Linked DNA regions of Rattus norvegicus: regions 2 and 3 are each linked to region 1. Evidence: chromatin contacts called from public Hi-C data. All regions are on one chromosome and are shown on one strand. The core of a region is the stretch at or near the end of the contact, and the rest is flanking DNA. Distances in the headings are between cores, read along the strand shown. Region 1 has its middle 150 kb from the start of Fn1. Region 2 overlaps Fn1 (fibronectin 1). Region 3 has its middle 200 kb from the start of Mreg.

What was found. A called contact is a pair of places that touch in the nucleus more often than the background predicts.
Region 2: a contact with region 1 is called in a Hi-C map of liver, with 2.9 times the contacts expected there. The contact joins two enhancer-like sites. A contact is called at or near these places in 2 of 12 Hi-C or Micro-C datasets (the Rat2 cell line and liver).
Region 3: a contact with region 1 is called in a Hi-C map of liver, with 6 times the contacts expected there. The contact joins two enhancer-like sites. A contact is called at or near these places in 2 of 12 Hi-C or Micro-C datasets (both in liver).

Annotation. Positions count from the first base shown.
Region 1 is chr9:80,866,649-80,869,514 of GRCr8, reverse strand. No RefSeq gene overlaps it. Among named protein-coding and RNA genes, the nearest start is that of Fn1, 150 kb to the right of the region's middle. Within about 2 kb of position 1,339, at least 9 of the 93 cell types and tissues checked have an H3K27ac peak or open chromatin away from gene starts, as enhancers often do. A contact at or near this core is called in liver, where this site is marked.
Region 2 is chr9:80,695,037-80,697,736 of GRCr8, reverse strand. The region is part of intron 12 of Fn1 (fibronectin 1); the gene reads left to right. Among named protein-coding and RNA genes, the nearest start is that of Fn1, 18 kb to the left of the region's middle. Within about 2 kb of position 1,441, at least 2 of the 93 cell types and tissues checked have an H3K27ac peak or open chromatin away from gene starts, as enhancers often do. A contact at or near this core is called in liver, where this site is marked.
Region 3 is chr9:81,087,533-81,090,386 of GRCr8, reverse strand. No RefSeq gene overlaps it. Among named protein-coding and RNA genes, the nearest start is that of Mreg, 200 kb to the left of the region's middle. Within about 2 kb of position 1,281, at least 3 of the 93 cell types and tissues checked have an H3K27ac peak or open chromatin away from gene starts, as enhancers often do. A contact at or near this core is called in liver, where this site is marked.

The DNA.
Region 1 (2,866 bases), core at 90-2,589:
ACATGATGTGCATGTGGTATGAGTCTGTTGGTATGCAGATGTGCACAGAGGACAGAGGAAGACATCCACTGTTCTATCATTCTCTGCCTTATTGCTCTAAGACAGGGTCTCTCACTGAACTTGGAATTAGGCTGGAAGCCAGCAAGCTCCATCAGTCTCAGTTCCACCTCGTGTGATATTCTGGCTGCAAGTACATATGGCGGTGACTGGCTTTTTATGTACATGGTGGGGACCCAAATTCAGGTCTTCCTGCTTGCCCAGCAAGTACACCTACTCACCAAGCAATCTCATGTTTACAGTTTTTTTAACTTTATATTTTTAAAAGGTAGGAACTATATAAACTATATTTTTTAAAAAATAGGCCTTTTAACATCCCAAATTCAACAGTTGCTTTTCAATATAAGCCTCACCACTGAAAACAGTCATGTCTTTCAGTGTAGTGTGATCCTCAATCAAAATTTGAAACACCATTGAATTTCAAAGTATATGGGAATTTTGTCATATATAAATAAAGGACCCAGAAAAATAAATTCAGATTTTATCATAATCAGTCTTTTACAAAAAAAAAAACTGTTTTGGAAATGAAAATGCTCTCTGACTGTCACCATTTTGACTGAACATGTTCTGTTCAGATTGTTCAAAGGCAATACCATAAAATAACATATTTTAATATCACAGAAATGTTATATTTAAAATTTTCTTTAAATGAGTCTGGTAGCTCTCCCTGAATCTTCCTGAAGAACCTTCCCTTCCTCCCCCGTCTTTATCGGGAAGAGAAAGATTTACTCTGTAAAAATCAATATGTCGACCTGTTTGATTCATTTCCACTAAAAAGATTTGTCACTTCTCAGAAATGAAGATTAACATGTTTGTGGAGTAGCTAGGTGTTTTCAACAATGGAACATCCTGAGAACTGGGTCAGGGGCCAGAGTGGGGGTGTTCTTGATCTATTTTAAAACATTATGCAAAACAAAACTTAAGAAAATCGTTTTCAATAGTCTTGTTAGACTACTCCAAGCTAGATTGTTTTCAACTAAAACACCTTTTTTTAAAAGTCATAAAAAGAGACAAATGATTCTTGCATGAAAATTTATAGAGGATTTCACTTTCCACGGTTTTCATATTTGGTTTTGGATCAACTGTCTTACAAACCATCCATATCGCCCACACCAAGGGGAGAGCTCGACAGTCTTGTATGTAACTGATAGGCAGCAGGGAATTTTTTCGGGCAGCAATTGTAAGTTTTCCTTGACTGCCAACATCTGCTTGCTAACGCCTGCACACATCCCCAGAGTGCTGAGTTTTGTAAACATTGTTTGATGATGACATACTGAAAATTGCAAAAGTGTGTCTCTTTATCCACACCCAAAACCCTCTGAAGAACAGTTCATAGTTTTAGACTGTGGTCAGCAGGCTTTGGGGGAATTATTTGAGTTTCTTAACTCAAAATTAAATGGATCTTTTATTAAAAATAAATTCCTGAGCTATGCTTACAGGAAACGAGATGGCCACAAGCCACGAGGTCAATTCTGAAATAAAACGCTACAGAAATAAAGGTTGTTTCTTACCATTCTCCTGATAAGAACTGCTGCAAACTGAGAGGGGGTATGATTTCATAGAATTAAGCGTATGAATAACCTTGCAATGCATATATAAGTGGCCTGGAAACTATTCCTTTGACTTCTGTAGAATTGAAGACTCTACACTGCTCTACGGTGTAACATTCTGGCAAATCTCAACATTCTTTTTCACAGGCTAGAATGCAGAACTGAGCAATGATGAAAGGAACGCTGTAGTTCTGAGATTAAAGTTTAAACATGCAGTGAACGCCATCCTTCCAGCTAACTAAAATCTATAAGGCTGTCACCAGCAGAATCTAGGGGGATGATAGGAAAGGAAACCTTACCCAAGCTGGAGAAGCCTTTTCTAAGTCAAACACTTACAAAGCCATAGGGATTCATGAGACTGTGGTATTCACATTTACATTCAAGTCCCTCACAAATTAAATAGCAAAAACACAAAATAAAACAGTGAACCAGCTTTTTAATGGGAAGGAAGAAACAGTAGAGACAGAATGTGAAGAGAGGGAAACTGTGAACTTGTCGTGAGCACCATGCGTGTAGCATCTGTATATCCTGCCTGCTTCTTATTTTCTGCATCCAACTCCCTGTGCAAGAAGGACACCATGACCGGAAGGACCCAACATTTGTTTACTTGCAAATAGGACAAAAGCTATCATAGAATAATAAATAAAAAGGCTAAAATGAAAACGACAATGAGTTCCTTGTGTATTATACGATTGACAACCCTGCCTCCAAGAATAAGGCTGAAGAGCAACGGAGAATGGCTCCAGACATCGATATTGAACTCCACGTGCAAACAAACACATGCACACCTACACACGTGTGTGCCCATATACATGCAAACATTCATACATATGCCTACTCCACACATATACATGAAAATGGAGAACTTACTTTTAATTATAAGAAAGGAACTTAAGCTCCATGTAGACAAGGGTATTATCTTATCCCCGGCTGTGTCACTGACATCTACAATTTAGAGTAAGTTCTCTATAGCAAATAAAGCACTGATGAGCATTTTAAGTGATAAAAATGAGATAGTATACTTTCCCCCAACCTATCATTCAATTAATCCTTATGATTAGAAAAAGGTAACTTTTATTGGCCAGGAGACATTGGAATGCAGTTTAGGGAATGCTGACGTGATATTGAAAGTATATTAATTAAACAACGGAATGCTCCTTAAACAGAATAACTATGAACTAGTGACACCCAGTCTTCATTACACTGACCACAGATCAAGCAAATTGATTGTAGACAGGAGCTTTGTTTTTTCCCATTGT
Region 2 (2,700 bases), core at 192-2,691, 170 kb after region 1:
TTTATTTATTTATTTATTTATTTATTTATTTATTTTCTGTATGTGTGTGGAGAGGACACTGAGCCACGGCACACACGTGAAGGTCAAAGTGGACTTTGAAGTTCTTTCTTCACACCCGTTTTTTTTTAATATGGGTTCTGGGTATCAGGCTTGTGTATGTCAAGCACCTTACACTGAACCGTCTTGCTAGCCCAAATTTTAGACATGAAACACGACCTATATTCAGAAACAAAAAGATTTAGTGGGGTGGGGGGGTAGGGGAGGAGGGGAGGCTAGATAACCCGCAAGCAATAAAATTTATTGGAGTAACAAATTAACTCCATAAGTGTTAAGATTAAATATTAAGATTAAATTAATCTGCGTAAGAGAGTCCCAGAGTGATTATGAGAGCCCCAGGCAAGGTGAGCGTGTGATTAAGCTTTTGAGTCCTCGCTCTGACTGTGCTGTGAAAGAGGCACTAGTTAGCTTCTCATCTGGACAAAGGGAGAAGTAGCCAATCGCCTTTGAAATTGCTTCCAGGCCTTCACTAACAGTCAGGGACCCAGAGCACCCCTCCACCACTCATGCAATGATGTTTTGTTTGGTTTTCAAAGACAGGGTTTCACTCTGTGGCTCTGGTGGTCCTGGACTCACTTTGTGGACCAAGCTGGTCTCAAACTCACAGAGATCCACCTGCCTCAGCCTCCCAAGTGCTGGGTTAAAGGCAGCCCGTTTTTATGTGCTGGAGAGCCTCCTCATCTGCTTGCTTCTTGGACATTGTCAGGGTAGGGTAGGCCACTGCTTCCACAGGTGTGGGGCCACTGGCCTTGGGTGTAAGAGTGAGTTCATGAGCCACTTACCATTTTTAAAGAGTTAATACAGTTGCTTTTGAGAGTCTCACCAGCCCTGGGTGGCCTTAAATTTAATAATGTAGGCAATAATGACCTTGAACTTCTGATCACCCCTCCTGTCTGTTTCCAAAAGACTGGGGTTACAGTGTACACATCACTCCTGATCAACTTAATACAGTTGTAATCAGTTTAGAATCTGTTTACAAATAAGCCGTACATTCAGAAAATGCATACTTAGGAGGGCTGGATTTTTCAATGATACAAGCCAAGAGTAGTTTATTTTTGTGTTCACGGACTGTTTTAGCAGGGCAACTTTTGAAATTTAATTTTCTTTCAAGACCTTGCTTTCTTTTTCTTTTAAACTAAGCCTATTCCTCGTAGTCCTGCTGAAGCATTGAGGGTAGACCTGTTGGACAGGAGAGAGTCGGCCAGCGGGAGTTTTACCTGTTGACTTTGCTCCCTGTCTCTAAAAAGGGCAATGTCAAAAGCCCATTGAACACAGAAGAGATTTCAGGGCAAGCAGATGAGTGCTTGACCCCAGATACCGCTCAGTGCTTATCTCTATGGCGGCTTTGCTCCCGGGCTCATGCCTAGCCCGTAAGGCTCTGACGGAATCCAAAGATGGCCTGAAAGACTGTGTCTGAGCCTTGCCCTGTTTGTTCTTCCTACTGAGTTGGTAGAGCTGTTCAAACTAAACAAAAGATAGCGGGAATTCGGTTTGTCAATAAGCAACCAGGACAGCACAGCTTTCAGCAAATTTAGCAGAGAAAGAACTGTTCGAGTCAAAAAGAAAATCATGAATGTTTAACTTCTCCAGGGTCACCATTATCGGAAATCACTCGTTCCGACCTTATTTATTTTCAACGGATTTTGAAAGTGTATAATGTGTCATCTTCTTACAAGTGGAGATCTCACAGTGGGAATCGCTCCTAGAAGTCTAAAAGTTCCACTGGGGTGGATGGGAGTGGGGGTGGTGTTTCACACCCCCTAACCAGCATCGAAAGGGTTCTAAAACCACTTCAATGTAAATAGTGTAAATGACAGGTAGCCTTTTAACTTCTCCATCTTTAAATCATCTGTGGTAGTAGCGTGTAGTGAAGAGCTTGAATTTAATTAACCTAGAAAATGGATGGTTTTTTTTTTTCCTTTTTTCCTTCCTGCACAGACATGCTCTAAATCCCCTTTGCTTTTTTAGGGCAGTCCCTTGAAGGTGGACCTTGTCATCATTTTAGGGACCCGGAGAGCTGAGAGCTCAGAGGTTAGGAGCCTGCAGTCCCTCTGCAGTTTAACTCCCATCCCTCCTGTTAGACAGCGCAACTGTTCAACCTGCAGCTCCAGGGGATCCCACACCTTTGTCCTCTGCCGCTCCCATACTCCCTCGCTCTCACACACGTAGACTTTTGTTTTTCTTTTTTTCGGAGCTGGGGACCGAACCCAGGGGCTTGCGCTTGCTAGGCAAGTGCTCTACCGCTGAGCTAAATCCCCAACCCCCACACACGTAGACATTTTAAAAATTAAATTTAAATGGAAAGTAATAGAATTTCAGACCTGCGCTGGAAGGCTAAGAAAGGAAAAGAAACTTCTTTTTTTTTTTTTTTTAAGATTTATTTATTTATTATATAGAAGAAGTACACTGTAGCTGTCTTCACACACACCAGAAGAGGGCGCCAGATCCCATTACAGATGATTGTGAGCCACCATGTGGTTGCTGGGAATTGAACTCAGGACCTCTGGAAGAACAGTTGGTGCTCTTAACTGCTGAGCCATCTCTCCAGCCCCCGGAAAAGGAACTTCTGTAGTTCTGACTCACTTGGGTTAACCATGGCGACCATCTCTCTCCCTCCTTTTCTGTCTTCTGCCATCCTTGTGA
Region 3 (2,854 bases), core at 32-2,531, 220 kb before region 1:
AGGTTGCTGCCTGCCTATTATTCTTTCCAGTAACCCATTAAACTCACCTTGGTGTCTGGTGAAACCTCTCTGGCATCCACCCATTCACCACAGTGCCCTTCACCTGAGAGAGGAAGACCCCTCTGGACAAGCAGAAACCCCTTTACCACCATGGCCCGAGTACCTCCCTTCTCCACGTCCCCAGCCCGCTCTACAGGAGTGTTTCCTTGCCGACAGCAGGGTTTTGCTCTTAAACATTTATTTTTATTGGCTGTATGTCTGTGGAAATGTGTGTCAGTGTGTATGGGTGTCTGCAGAGGTGAGGAGAAGGTGTAAAATGCTGTGTCGCTGGAGTCGTGGGTGGTTGTCCACTGCCTGCTGAGGTGCTGGGACTTGAACTCAGATCCTCTGGAATAGGAGCATGCATTCTAAATGCTGAGCCTCCTCACCAGCCCACATACAGTAGTTTTACAAAAGTTACAGTTTCCAGGAACGTGGAGGAGGGGACAGTGAGGTGATATATGAAGGGCAACTGCAGGGGACACTTTAGGGTCGGGGACTATAGCATACTTCAATGCCTGTGGTTGAGGCTGGGGATGTCGCTCAGTTGTTGGCATGTTTGTATCAAGTTTGTAGAGCGTGACCAAAGCCCTATGTTTGATTGCCTGGGCACAGCAGTACGTACCTGTGATTTTAGCTCTCACGAGGTAAACTCATCAGGAGTTCAAGGCCAGCCTGAGTTACATGAGCTTCTGTTTCAATAAAAATAAAACAAGCAGCTAAAATAGAACCACACATACACGTGTAAGCACACACACATAACACATAGCTGAGACTAGTTATGGAACTGTGACAGGGGTTAAAAACACTTATCTACAGCACAGTGTGCTTAAGGGAAAAGTTAGCATTTGTCAAAGTAGGAGGGGGATTCAGGACCATTGTGACAGAAGAGAAAGAATGAGTTCAATTTTAAATACTACAAAGACACACATAGGGATTTGTAGCCTATGAAGAAAGCCAGAGGGTCAGTAGAGAGAAAAAGGACTAAGGGTAGTCATCCACGAGGAAGGGGAATTCCAGACAAACTCTAGACAAAGTAAATTTATTATTATTTTTTTTATTGCTTATCTGTCTTTGGTCATAGAAGTGTCAGGCACGACCTTTGGATGGGTGAAGACAGGGGGTGTATTTTCTCTCCTACAGGATACATTTTCAACAAATTAAACACAAGCACAGACTAAACAGTCCAAGCAGGGTTCTTGGTAAAGGCTGGCCAGGGTGATCACGTCAAGAGTGGATGGTTCTTGCTAAACTGTGTGCGACTAGGCAGAGATAAAGCCCAATGTTGTCTAACTGTCAGACACACTGTCTAAAGCTTGGTCACAGGGCCGTTACTGTCTACTGTGCTGTTATGTTGCTAAGCTTAGGACAGGTTCACAGCTTTGTCTTATGTTGGTGATTAGGCTGACCCCAATACCCAAGGTTGTGCAAGCAGTCTTCATTGCAAGAAAGCAGCCACTGAGAAAATAGGACAAATCTATTGATCCTATTGATTTAGCAAGGTGGTTTTCAGGAAGTTAGAGATTTTGTTTTTCTCATGCCAATGGGGGGTGCAGGGCAAAACACCTGTTCGACTACTGAGCTATCCTGTAGCCCCAGATCTTTTCGTTTTAACTAACCTTATGTGCCTTTTTGCTCCCTGTGCAATACTAAAAGTCAGTGCACTATTGCATTATAACCTGTGAGCATCTAAGATGTATGCGGTATAATATAAAAAATAATACTTGATGTGGTAACCCAGGAGACAGAGTGGAATCTTTGGAGATTTCTCTCTAGGTGATATAGAAAGCAGACCAGAAACCTTGGAAACAGACTTGGTGGTGTGGGGTTGGAGTTTGGCAGACTTCCTGGTGGGCAGACAGATAGGGAGAGGGGCCATGGCTATGTGATAAAGGTGGCGAGCTTGCAAGATGGCTGGTTTCCTTCTCCCTTTCCTGGTCGGAGATGAAAGCCTGGCAGCTTAAAACAAAGGCCTGTGGCTTTGTCTCCCACCAGCAAGGCCCCCTGCTGATGGGTTGGCTCAACAGGTCCAGAGACGCAGCAGGATGCATTTAGAGACAGTTGTGGGGCCAATCAGCTATCCAGCCTGTCTTTCTTCAAACCGACCAACTTTAAGTTTAGGGGAGAAAGACCCTTCGGAGACTTAGAAAACTCCACCCCTCAGGATGAGGCTGGATTTTGTCTCCCCGAGTTCCACCTCTGCTTTGTGGAGGGTCTTCCTGTGTACCTGCTTATATGCACGTGCATTTCCTCATCCAGAACGAAAGGCCTTTCTTCACCTGCCAATTCTGTCACTCCTGCTTCTTGTGTTTATGAGTTTTCTGCCTCTGCCTGTTGAGCTGGAGACTTTCCCCCCTGCCTTTTAATTCTTCACCTGGCAGAGAAAGCAACTTGATCAAGATCCCTAGATGGTGACAGTATTCCTTAGGTTCCTCAGGTTGGCTTGGAGATCAAACCACAAAGGGGGAGAAGGACCATCTGCACCTATTCACTGCTCAGTTACTATCCCAGTAACTATCTCCACACTAGGACCTTCCTGGATTTTTATCAGGAAAGGAGGAGCATGCAGTCCGCCTTCCCCAGGCCAGGGTTCTGTGTCTACAGTCAATCACCCATAATAGAGACCATTTGGGGTGGGAGTGGGACGAGGAAGCTGCATTTGTACAGAACATGTACAGACATGTACCTTGTATCTCGAGCAATCCAGGGTAAGCTCTGTTAACATGATTTTCTAGTGTGCTAGGTGGTGTGAGTAACATACAGACATATGAAAGTATATGGGGAGATATGTGTGAGTTCGTGTGCAAAGAAATTC